Linked DNA regions of Sus scrofa: all the other regions are linked to region 2. A link is a contact called in public HiChIP or PLAC-seq data. All regions are on one chromosome and are shown on one strand. Each heading gives the region's core, a stretch centred on a gene start, on an enhancer-like site or on the middle of the called end of the contact. The rest is flanking DNA. Distances are from core to core; before and after follow the strand shown. Region 1 overlaps HCK (tyrosine-protein kinase HCK). Region 2 overlaps NOL4L (nucleolar protein 4-like). Region 3 overlaps TM9SF4 (transmembrane 9 superfamily member 4).

Region 1 (3,899 bases), core at 188-2,687, 330 kb after region 2:
AGGTTGTGACAATTTCTGCTGTACAGAAATTGTACAGAATTATACAAAGTGACTCAGGAGTTCCCATTGTGGCTCAGCAGTAATGAACCCGACTAGTGACCATGAGGATATGGGTTCGATCCCTGGCCTTGCTCATTGGGTTAAGGGTCTGGCGTTGCCGTGAGCTGTGGTGTAGGTTGCAGACGTGGCTCAGATCCTTCATTGCTGTGGCTGTGGTGTAGGCTGGCAGCTGCTGCTCCAATTTGACCCCTAGCCTGGGAACTTCCATATGCTGCAGGTACAGCTCTTAAAAAAAAACAAAAACCAAAGTGACCCAGTCATAAACACATATCCATTCTCTCTCAGATTCTTTTCCCACAGAGATTATCACAGAATACTGGGTGGAGTTCTCTGTGCTATATGTCTGCAATATCTCTTGTGCCTCCCTCATCCTCAAGGTGGGATAAGGAAAATTCATTTAGTCGCTCAGTAAATACCTTCTGAGTGTCTCGTGGGTACGAGGCATTACTTGTACAGGTGGGGAGCCAGGCAAAGTCCCTGCAGGTGGTAATAAGTACCATAAAGAAAGGATAAAGCCAGTACCAGGACAGGAAGTGTAGAGGGCTGTTTTGGATTGGGTGGTCAGGGAAGGCTGTTTTGTGGAGGTGAATTTTGGGCAAAGATCTGAGTGATGATAATAAATGTGGCAAATTAAGAGCATTCCTGGCAGAGACAGTGTCATGTGCAAAGGCCCAGAGTCTAGGAATGAGCTTGGGGATTCATGGGATGGGCGGCTGAGCAGAAGATGCCACAGGGAAAGTGGGGGGAGTTGAGCTGGAGAGGGTGCTGCTGTAGTTTGTACTAGAAAAGAAGTTAGTTTGCATTCTGAGCCTGAAGGGAAGATAGGAGGCTTAGAGCAGGAGAGTGCCATGGTTGATGTGTATTTTAATGTCATCATGGCTGCTGAGTGACTAATAGACTGTGTGGAGGATTCTTATTCACAGTGGGTCCCGGGAAACCTGACACAAAGATGGGGGATTTTTCCTTAGAGATGTTTTTCACTTCTAAGGGTTTGTGCCTTAACTCTCATAAAGAGGTTTATGATTAACCTTCGGAAACTTGGAAAAAAGCATTTATAGTTCATAAACTGGCCTTCCATGTCCTTGAGCTCGAGCCAGGCATTATCACTATCTCTCTTGTACAGAGGGGGGATGCCTTTTTCAGATCACACTGCCAGGGAAATTCTTTTTTTTTTTTTTTTTTTTTACCACCAGGGAAATTCTGACTCAAACCAGTCTGTGGGTTTCCACTCCCAGTGCCCCATGCTGCCTCTAATTACCCCAAACTCCAGAGCTCTGGAGAACTGCAGCTGTATACAATCTGGTGAGATTATCTGGGGAGGTGGGGTGACCAGCCAGACAAAACCAAGGCACCAGCCTCTTCAAGGGTTGAGGCGAGTGGATGGTGCACTTGTGGAAAGTGGCCAGCAGGGGGCACCTGTGGCCACTGGCACTGAGGTCTGAGGCTCCAGCTTTTCCAACAAAACAGTGACTTTCTGATTCTGATTTGGGTGGGATGGGATGGAGTCTTGGCCTAGAGGGCGGGGAAAATTTACAAGGAGTTCTTAGAAGAACAGTTAGAAGAACAATGTCTATCGCATAAATGGCAGACGTTGTAGCTTTTTCATTACTCCTAAGATGATACTTAAATAGGATTTGTTCTCCGTTTTGGGGGATGTCCTACTGATGCCAGCACAAAAAAACTGAACCCCAGAAAAATAACTCGCTGGCCCAAGGACTGGAAATCTGACAGCCCTGCTCAGGGTCTGTGTGCTTCTCCATTACTCTACCTGAATTTTTGGCACAGAGCAGGCACTAATGCTGGGTACCATTTTTTCAGTACCCAGGGGCAGACACGCATGAGCCCATGAGCTCCGTGGGACGGGTGGGACTAACCCCACTCAGGAGACAGCAGACCATAAGGCCTAGGTGACTCTGGGTTGGACCAGCTCAATTTGAGCCCACATCCCTGTGGTCTCGAGCAAGCTACTTCACCCCTCTGTGCCTCACTTTTCTTCTCTGTAAAATGGGGACAACAGAACCTTCTTCCATGGGGTCACGTGAGGATTAGTACTCTTAAGTTTACATCAGGGGCGTAGAACAGAGTCTGATACATAAGTATTCACGTCAGTGGCCAAAATGATTGCGGGAAGTGGTGCTCAGAGAGGTTAAGCAGTTTGCTCAAAGCTACCCAGGCAGAGCTGGGGTCAGTAGCAAAACTCTATGTGATTCCTAAGCCCCTGTACGTCGAGTGTTGCTTCTCAAGGGTTTGTCAACTACATGAACAGCAGATAGGTTTATTGGGTTCAGGGCTGGTCTAAGCACTGGCGGCCGATGAGGTGGTAGGATTTCATGACCACCAAGTGGGCTGCCATGATGTCAGGCATTGGGATGTGGATTTGCTTCTGAGAGCATTAGGGGAGAAGCACAGAATCAGCTGGAAGGGCCTGTAGAGATATTCCAGCTCAGGGCTCTTCACACTGAATCCAGCTGATAACCTCAAAGTCACTTTGAGGATTGGGGGACAAAAAAAAAAGGCCACCTCCTTCAACCAGAGCAGCTCTGTTTTGACCTATTTTAAGTTTTTGGCTGCTCTATATGACTCATTTGACCAATAAAGTTATGGTTTAAAAAAAAAAAAGGAAAAAAAGCTTGCAAACTAGAGACCCATGGAGATGTCCAGTTCCCTGATTTGACAAATAAAGGGGCTGAGACCCGTTGTGGATCTGAGGCTGTACAGCCTCTCTGGGACTGGAGGTGAAGACCAGGCCCCCAGGTCTTCCTTCCTGCCCCCGGGCTCTGAGTCTACCTTTGCTCCTGGATGCACAAGGGCCTGGAACCTCTTGCCCTCCTGTGGTTTCTCTTTTCCTGTCTATGTAATGTGGAGAGTGGCCCTTGCCCCAGCCAGTGACCTTACACCCAGCAAGGTTTCTGCCAGTTAGACAATCATAGTTTAGCAACAGGCCAGACTATTGTTCCCCCAGAGGGCCCAGTGACAGGAAGATGCCAGGCCTTGATTTCCATATGCCCCTGGCATTCTAGGCTTGAAGGTAAAGCCTTTTTATTATACCCCTGCCCCGTCCCTCCCCAGGATTTGCATACCCAAATGAGCTCTGCCTTAGTCATCTCCAGACTGCCCAACCCTAGGCCCAGGCGCCCATCCCCCTTAGCATCTTCCAGGCTGCAAGACATGCCCTCTTCATTTTTGCCAAGTCCAGGCCCCAACTGACCAGGCCGAGTTCTTAGTTTGCCCTTTGGGCTTTGATACAGGCTGTTTCTTCTGCCCAGACTACTCTTCCCTCTCCTTTTCAGCTGCCTAACTTGTACTCATCCTTTAGGGCTCAGCCTCGAGACGGCTTCCTCTGGGAAGCTTTCATGGATTTCTCCTGAACCAGGCTGACGACTCCAGCCGTGTACTGCCATAGCACCCTTTCTTCCCCTGTTTTCCCACAGATCACAAAGAGTCAGAGAGGAGAGAAGTGAGAAGCACTCAGGCTGGGGGTGAGAAGAGCTGCAGAGAGCGACGGGAAGATGAGAAAGAAAATGGGGTTTTAAGAAGCGTTTCTGTGATCTGTATACATTATTAATTTTGCTGGGTACAGCATTCTTTTGACAGTGAGCATGGACCACTTTGGTCATGGCTCTCTAAGAGACTCAGTTGTTTAATAACTGTCAACCCTAAGAGAACAGCGATACTTTCCATTTTGTTCACTGCTGTACCCCCAAAGTAACACAGTAATTTATTTATTTATTTATATGTATATTTTTTGCTTTTTAGGGTTGCACCTGTGGGATATGGAGGTTCCCAGGCTAGAGGTTGAATGGAAGCTGCAGCTGCCTGCCTACGCCACAGCCACAGCA
Region 2 (3,545 bases), core at 941-3,440:
GGCAAGGTTAAAACTAACAGCCTGCCACTCCTTCCTCGCCGCCCAGGAGGCTTGCTGGGCCTCTCCCTGGTTCTGTCCCCGCACTCCTGCACCTCAAGGGTCACTGTGAGCAGAGTCCCAGCCGAAGCCCTGCTTTTCACCTGAATTGAGCCTCCCCACGCCCTCGTCTTACCCCAGATGACAAGTCCCAGTGAGATGGTTGCTGGCCCAGGTCTCACAGAGTGGATGGCAGTTGATCTGGCCCCTGCCTGGCCTAGTCCAGCTGCAGCGGCTTCAGGCAGGTCACCTCCTGCTCCAGGCCACGGCTCATGACCTTTACCCATGAGGTGAAGTTTCTTTCACTTGGGTGCAGGGCCTCAGCCCTGGTCCTTGCACTGTGGGGCCCCATTTGGGGCAATGGTTAGCCTTCTGTGCCTCCCTCCTCCATGAGCCAGTGACTCCCTAGATGCTCCCTGTAACTCCTCTCAGGAGATTCTGATGTGGACAGACACAGACCAATATTGAAGTAAAAAATCTCCAAAAGATAGAAACCTCACCATGGAGGTTAGGGGCTGCCCTGAGTGGGGACCACAGGCCCTTTCACACTGAGACCTGGGTGGTGGCCGCAGCAGGGCAAGAGCGGGTTCCCTGGTGGAGAGGAGCCGGCTGGCCTCCAGGAGCTGGCGGGTGTGGGTGCAGGGGATCCCAGGGCCTCTTGAGCCAGGCCTTTGGATTTCCTGTGTGCAGGGGAAGCCACAGTTAGGCTTTAAGCCTGGTGCTGTCTGCGTTTTGGTGAGGCTTTAATGGGGTGGACAGGAGGCAGGAGCAGTGTGCTCTGGGAGACCTTCGGAGGTGAGAGGAAGAGCCAGGGGTGACAGCAAGCTGCTGCTGGAGGAGTAGGTTAGAGGAGACTCTGGTGTTAGCTCTTGGCTGAATGTGCCTGAGAATTCCTGAAGCCCCCAGTCTGTGGCTGCAGGAGACCCTCCCTGTTCCTGGGCCGCGAGGAAAGGGGCCAATCCCTCCCTACCCCTGGCAGAAAGCCCGGGCACCCTCCACTCACCTTGCCCCCCCGCCCCCCAGGAAGTATGTGTGGGTCCCTGGAAGATTCCTGCCTGGGCTTAAGTTCTCATCCCTTCCTAATGCCTCTTAACCTAAAATAAGAGGCTGCCTGGCCCTAATCCCCGAGGCTGAGGCCAAAGTGGCCGGCTGCAGCAAGGGACAGAATGGCTTCCTGCTTTCTGTCCAGGAAGAAGCCCCGTCTGACAGCCCTGCTGAGTGAGGGCCCTGTTAGAGTGTGTCTGGAGACAGGTGCCAGGGCAGGGAAGTTAGAGCCCCCGTTGTGCATGGGGAGAGTCCTTCCCAGGTGGCGGGCCATGATGATAAGCCCCCACTGGTGCCACACAGCAGGGCCTGTCTCACGCCACAGCTGTCAGGGCTGCCCCATTGGCCTCCCTTGAGGGCCGGGCCTGCTACCCTCCTCACCCTGTTCACACACTGGCCAGAGAGGCTTCAAGGAAGGCACTAGCTCTGCCACTGTACCTTGGTCTCCCTGGCTTCTCAGAGCCAGGAAGGTGGTGAGGTCACGGAGGCAGAGATCCTCCCACTGACCTCCTTATCTGGGCAGCACATGTCCTGTGAGCACCGGGTTTGAATCCTGCAGTTGGAAGAACTCCACAGGCAGTCCCAGTCTCACTGCCCTCCCAGTGGCAGCCCTTTAACCAGGGTATGGGCATTTCTCCTGTGCTGAAGCATTGTCACTGCATCAGCTTGGGTCACTGCTGCAACATGAGTTTTTTTGGGCGTGGCGAAAAAAGAAAGAAAAACAGGATGCTTAAACAAGGGTTTGATCAGTTTGGCACCTTGGCTGGGCAGTGGTATTAGCGGGTCAGAGCTCCTCACTTTGCTCACGCTTGGATCTGAAAATGCACATCAGCCCAGAGAGACTGTCCTGCCTGGGTGCTGGGCAGCTCTGCCCACTCCTGCCCCTCTAGTAATCACCCGGCCACCTGAGTGTCTGCCTCGAACCAGAGCCCGACAGGGAGAGTCAGAGGGACAGCTCTGAGCCCAGGACTGAAGAGGACAAGGCTTGGGGGAGGCAGGAGGATAGAGAGGAAGCCCAAGCCAGCTCACACCAGCTGTAGCAGGTGACTCTAGCCTTCCTCTGCCATCCCCAGGCAGTGTCCAGAGGGGATCAAACCTGGCAGCAGCCAGGAGCCAGCACGCGCAAGTCCAGGGATGTTCCTTAGCAAGCCAGTTCCTGGGGCCTCCCATTTGACATTCATGTTCTCTTGTCAAAGAGGAAGTTAATCCCATGTGACAAGCTGTCCCATCTTAGATTCCAACTTCCTTCCCCATTTGGGGTCCGCACCAGCTTCTTTTTGGCAACAGTCGAGTTTCTGTAATTTCTTCCAAGGTTTTAACTTCCGGTCTAGATGTCTCTAGTGACAAGCGCTTGTCCATCGCTGTAGCACCATAAAAACTGCTACTGTAGATGCAATAATGAGTGAAACCAGCTGTCAGAACTAATGGGGTATCAGGGAGATGGCTGGTAACTGAGTACAGCCTCACACACCCAAGTAAGATAACTTCTGCTTGGGGAGGGGGGTGCGGGCATAGGGAGAGTGACTCGGAGAAGGCTCCCCAAGGAGGTCCCACACCGCCAGATCCCTTCCTTTGGCTGTTTGCTTGCTGAACACCTCGAAAGAATTGAACACAGAATTGAACAAAGAATTGAATTAAATTGAATTTAAATTCTAGGAGCTTCCATGCTTCCTGGAAGCCCTTTGCCAGTGCTGAGGGTCTCACTGGCATGGCTCGCCCCACCACAGCCTCACTGTGCTGCAGCTGAGGGCTGGGGCCTGGGGTAGTTAAGAATCTCCTGTGGAGCAGACCACCAGGCCAGGCTTGCCCGATGGCAAGAGCTGTTTGGGAAAGGTGGAGAGGAGACAGGACCTGGTGGCCCCACCACATAGCCCAGTACGTTTCAGTAAGCCTTGAGGCTCTCTCTTTGCTGGTACGTTCCAGGGCAAAGGGGAGGTGGCTGCTCTGGGTCCTGTCCCCACACGGCGACCCTCACACGGCCAGCCCACACTCTCCCGCCCTCGCAGCATCGCCCGTCCACCTCATTTGGACGCAGAAGAACTCATCAAAGTCAAGGGAGTTTGAGGTGTTGCAGCCCATCGGGAAAGGGCTTAGCCCTCCCAGCACCTTCCTGAGCCTGCTCCTCCAGCCCCTTTCCCTTGAGGCACAGTCCAGCCCTGCCTCTCTCCACACAGTGCCAGCAGTATCTTAGAGCCACACATGCACGTGCACAGTGCCATCTCCAGCCAACTGCTGCCCCTTCAGGCGCCAGCTGCCTCCCCAGTCACACATGATGATAAGGTCCCCTTCCTGGCAGGATCACCCTGGGGGCTCACAGGGAACAAACACCATGTTTCACCTGCAGGCCCCCTTCTAGGCCCTGGGGGTATAACCAGCGAGCCAGACGAGGATAGCATCAGGAGGCCGCGCCCGGTGTCTGCCGCCCTGCTCACCCTGGCTTTCCCTCTCCGCAGGGCCCACAGACC
Region 3 (3,678 bases), core at 290-2,789, 310 kb after region 2:
ATAACTGCTCCCCAGATAAAGGGGGTGAAAAAAAGAACAAAGAAAAATTAAAAGGCTTTGGGGCTTAGTTTGCCAACAGCGAACTGAAATCAATTACCTAATCAGTTCAAGCTCCCTAAGAATTCAACCACACATGAAGGACAGCTAATGACAGCTAATGACCACTTACCAAGCAGCCTCAATGGAGCTAAAGAACTAAGCAAAAAACAAATCAAAACAAAAAAACCAGAACCGGATTAGCCACAGGAGACTCTGAAAATGTAGCCTTTATTTCAGAGCCCATAGACACAGAGTAACTATTGAGCAGAGATACATAAAGATTCAAAACTGTTCTTTAGGGATAAGGGACAGCCTGCAGCAGGCTGGGAAAGTCCAGGTGAAACTAATAACTACCCTCATCAAGCAAGACACCCAGACCCAAACCTAGAGGCCAGAAAGTGCAGAAATAAAACATAAAAAAAAAAAAAAAAAATGCACTGACCTGCCCTCTCCTGCTTAGGTATTTATAAAAGGACTCTCAGTTAGCCCAAGCATTAGGCTTAGGCGGTTCAGCTCCTCTAAAGGCTTCAAGCTTTGGAGTAGGAAAGTTACAGAGAGCTCTCTTTGCACTAGGCATGTTCATCTCATATTTCATTTAGTCATTACAACAATCCTTTGAGGAGAGTATCATCCTCATTTTAAACATAGGGAAACTGGTAAAGAGGAAAAAGTTCTGAAGATGGAGGATGGTGATGGTGGCAAAATAATGTGAATGTACTTAATGCCACCGTACACTTAAAATAGTTTAAATAATAAATTTTATATCTATTTTATCTCACACAATTTAAGTAACAGGTTAAAGAAGTAATAGTTTGCCCAAAGTAATAAAACCAATCAGAGTGTCAGATTCTAGCCTGAGTCCTTAGACAAAAACCTTAGTTTCTTCATCTGTAAAATGGGCTTTTGTAAGAATTAGATGGAATAATGGATGGGTATACGGTTTATCAACTGAAATGTATCTTATGAACAGAAATTTTCCCCTCGAGGTTAGGTAACAGAGGGAATCACCACAAACCCTTAATATTGCTTTTGAATCAGAAAGTCAAGCTAGGAAAAAGTTTACAGAGAGACCACCTAATTCAGGGGTTGCAAATTCAGTCACCTAGCAGGGCCACGCAAGTTACCTAAATGGTGAAGCTGCGAAGGAATAAGATAAGAGGGAGTGAAAGAAAGTGACAAACTGGGCCCTGCATGGGGAATTTGGGACCAAATTTTCAAGAGAAAATGAAAATCTACACTTTTTTTTTGTAATGTGAAATCTCCCAATTATTAAACATTGGCAACTAACTAGAAAAAAATGTAAAGTTCTTTGCCTGCCAACCTGTCCACAACCCAAATCAAGTCCATGTGAAGATGTGGTCCATAAACTGTCAGCTTATAGCATCTGAGCTACTTCACTGGAAATTGAGGGCCCAAAGATGTTAAGTGACTTCACCAAGGTACCCAGACTTCCTCTGGAACTGGCTTAAGAACTCAGCTCCAGGGAGTTCCCCTGGTGGCTCAGCTGTAACAAAGCTGACTAATATTCATGAGGATGTGGGTTTGATCCCTGGCCTTGCTCAGTGGGCTAAATATCCAGCATTGCTGTGAGCTGTGTAGGTTGCAAACGCAACTCAGATCCCGAATTGCTATGGCTGTGGTGTAGACCAGCAGCTGCAGCTCTGGTTTGACCCCTAGCCTGGGAACCTCCATATGCTGCACATACAGCCCTAAGAAAAACAAAAACAAACAAACAAAAACCAAAAAAAACCCCACAACAACCAAAAAAAAGAATTCAGCTCCAATTTGTGATTTGATTTTGTTTCTTAAGAACTGCTGCTAATATTTAGCATACCCTCTGAATATAAAACCTTTGGATTTCAAACCCTGTGAGGTCTGTCAGAGTAATGCTTGGGCATAGGTGAGAAATCATGGTAGGGGGCAGAGAAAGACGCAATGAAGAGAAATGAGATGAACAGAGAAGTCCTGGGTGTCCCCAGCCATGAGATACCAGTGTCAGCATAATGGTTCAGGGATCAAAGTGTTTGGGGTGGTAGGTGGCTTCTACTATTTGTCTGTGGCCAGATGGCCCTGTTCATCCTGGGTCCTTCCCACCTTCTTGCCAGTGCCCAGAGATCAAAACCCAACTTTCTCCAACATTCTATGACCTGCTTCTCTACTGCTGAGATCAAAGGGGAACTTTTGTCCAAGTTGTAAAAGAGAAACCAAGAGGCAATTTAATGCCATCTCTGCCTTGTCTGGGCTTCCCGAGGGGATTAAGGATACTCCTTTAAAGGGATTCCTCAGAGAAACACATTTGTACCAAGGCCTGGTGCTCGTACTTCAACTCCAAGGACACAGTGGCTCCTGTAGAATACGTGCCAGGTGGAACAACTCGAGAGGCCAGACAACACAACCAACAGCCAGTAGCTTGGAAAGACCACAGGGACAATGACCATGAAAAATACCCAAATCTGATTTTATAGGCATATTAGAAAAAAGTCACATTAAAGTATTCTAAACCACAAAATTATCAACATGGAATTTAGAAATCCTCAAGTCTAAATCTTAAGTTCACATATGATATACATGGAAACAGACCAACAAAGTCAAAGGCCCAGGCCATATGGTGGATCAGTGGAAGTGTTGGAACTAAGCCCTAGCTGCTGACTCCTGCTCCAGTGCTCCTTCCTCAATGGGCCGAAGCCCATGCACATGTGAGGCCCACCAGGACTGGTGGCAGAGTCCAGGCCTCCTACCTCCCATTCCAGGCCTCTATCATCCTGATTCCACTACTGAAAGCGGTTCCTATGTTTCTGCCTGGGGTGGGGCGGGGGTTGCTGGCTAGCACTGCTTCCAACTGCTCAAAGGAAACTTGAGGTCATTCAGGCTATTCTCCTGCGTCTGGACTGGATCAAATCCAAGCAACCTCAAAGCAGTGAGAACTGACCCAGCAATTTCACTCCCAGGTATATACTCAAGAACTGAGAACATATGTTCATGCAAAAACAATGTACACAAAATGTTCATAGCAACATTATTTGTAACAGCCAAAAAGTGGGAAAAAAATCCTGAAGTTCATCAATTAATGAAAGGATAAACAAAATGAGGTCTATCCATACAACGGAATATTACTTGACCATAAAGAGGAATGAAGTACTACTACAGGATGGATGAACTTTGAAAACATTATGCCATGCAAAAAAAGGCAGACACAAAACACCACATGTTATATGATTTCATTTACATTAAATGTCTAGAACAGAAAAATCTATAGACAGAGAGTAAATTAGTGGCCGCCAGGGACTGGGGGAAGGGGGATGGGGAAGTGACTGCTAATGGGTTTCTTTTTAGGGTGATGAAAATGTTCTGGAAGGAGGCAGATAGTGGTGAAGGTTGCACAACTTTGTGAATATACTAAAAACCACTGAACTGTAAACTTTAAAAGGGTGAATTTTATGGTATATGAATTATAATCCAAAAAAAGGGGGAAAAGGATAAAACCGCAAACTGTACAAACAATGAAGTATATGTGAGAAAAGTACACAGAGTTTTATTCACCAAATGGAGGTTTCTAGACTCCTGAGATGCCTACAAATGTACTCAATGGACATTTCCTGAGTTCCAAAAAAATAATATTCCCCCAAATCATATTCCATA

The links. HiChIP or PLAC-seq counts read pairs in DNA pulled down with a chosen protein or histone mark.
Region 1: an H3K27ac HiChIP or PLAC-seq map of alveolar macrophages shows a contact between it and region 2. The contact joins two enhancer-like sites. A contact is called at or near these places in 1 of 47 Hi-C or Micro-C datasets (fetal skeletal muscle) and 1 of 2 datasets of contacts at active chromatin or transcription factors (alveolar macrophages).
Region 3: an H3K27ac HiChIP or PLAC-seq map of alveolar macrophages shows a contact between it and region 2. The contact joins two enhancer-like sites. A contact is called at or near these places in 1 of 5 promoter capture datasets (liver) and 1 of 2 datasets of contacts at active chromatin or transcription factors (alveolar macrophages).

The regions. Positions count from the first base shown.
Region 1 is chr17:35,741,764-35,745,662 of Sscrofa11.1, reverse strand. The region is part of intron 10 of HCK (tyrosine-protein kinase HCK); the gene reads right to left. Among named protein-coding and RNA genes, the nearest start is that of TM9SF4, 21 kb to the left of the region's middle. Within about 2 kb of position 1,437, at least 6 of the 83 cell types and tissues checked have an H3K27ac peak or open chromatin away from gene starts, as enhancers often do. A contact at or near this core is called in alveolar macrophages, where this site is marked.
Region 2 is chr17:36,075,381-36,078,925 of Sscrofa11.1, reverse strand. It overlaps NOL4L (nucleolar protein 4-like), which reads left to right. Exons shown (of 11, transcript XM_021077429.1): 11 at 3,534-3,545. Among named protein-coding and RNA genes, the nearest start is that of ASXL1, 91 kb to the right of the region's middle. Within about 2 kb of position 2,190, at least 12 of the 83 cell types and tissues checked have an H3K27ac peak or open chromatin away from gene starts, as enhancers often do. A contact at or near this core is called in alveolar macrophages, where this site is marked.
Region 3 is chr17:35,769,057-35,772,734 of Sscrofa11.1, reverse strand. All of the region lies in intron 1 of TM9SF4 (transmembrane 9 superfamily member 4), which reads right to left. Among named protein-coding and RNA genes, the nearest start is that of TM9SF4, 5.8 kb to the right of the region's middle. Within about 2 kb of position 1,539, at least 1 of the 83 cell types and tissues checked has an H3K27ac peak or open chromatin away from gene starts, as enhancers often do. A contact at or near this core is called in alveolar macrophages, where this site is marked.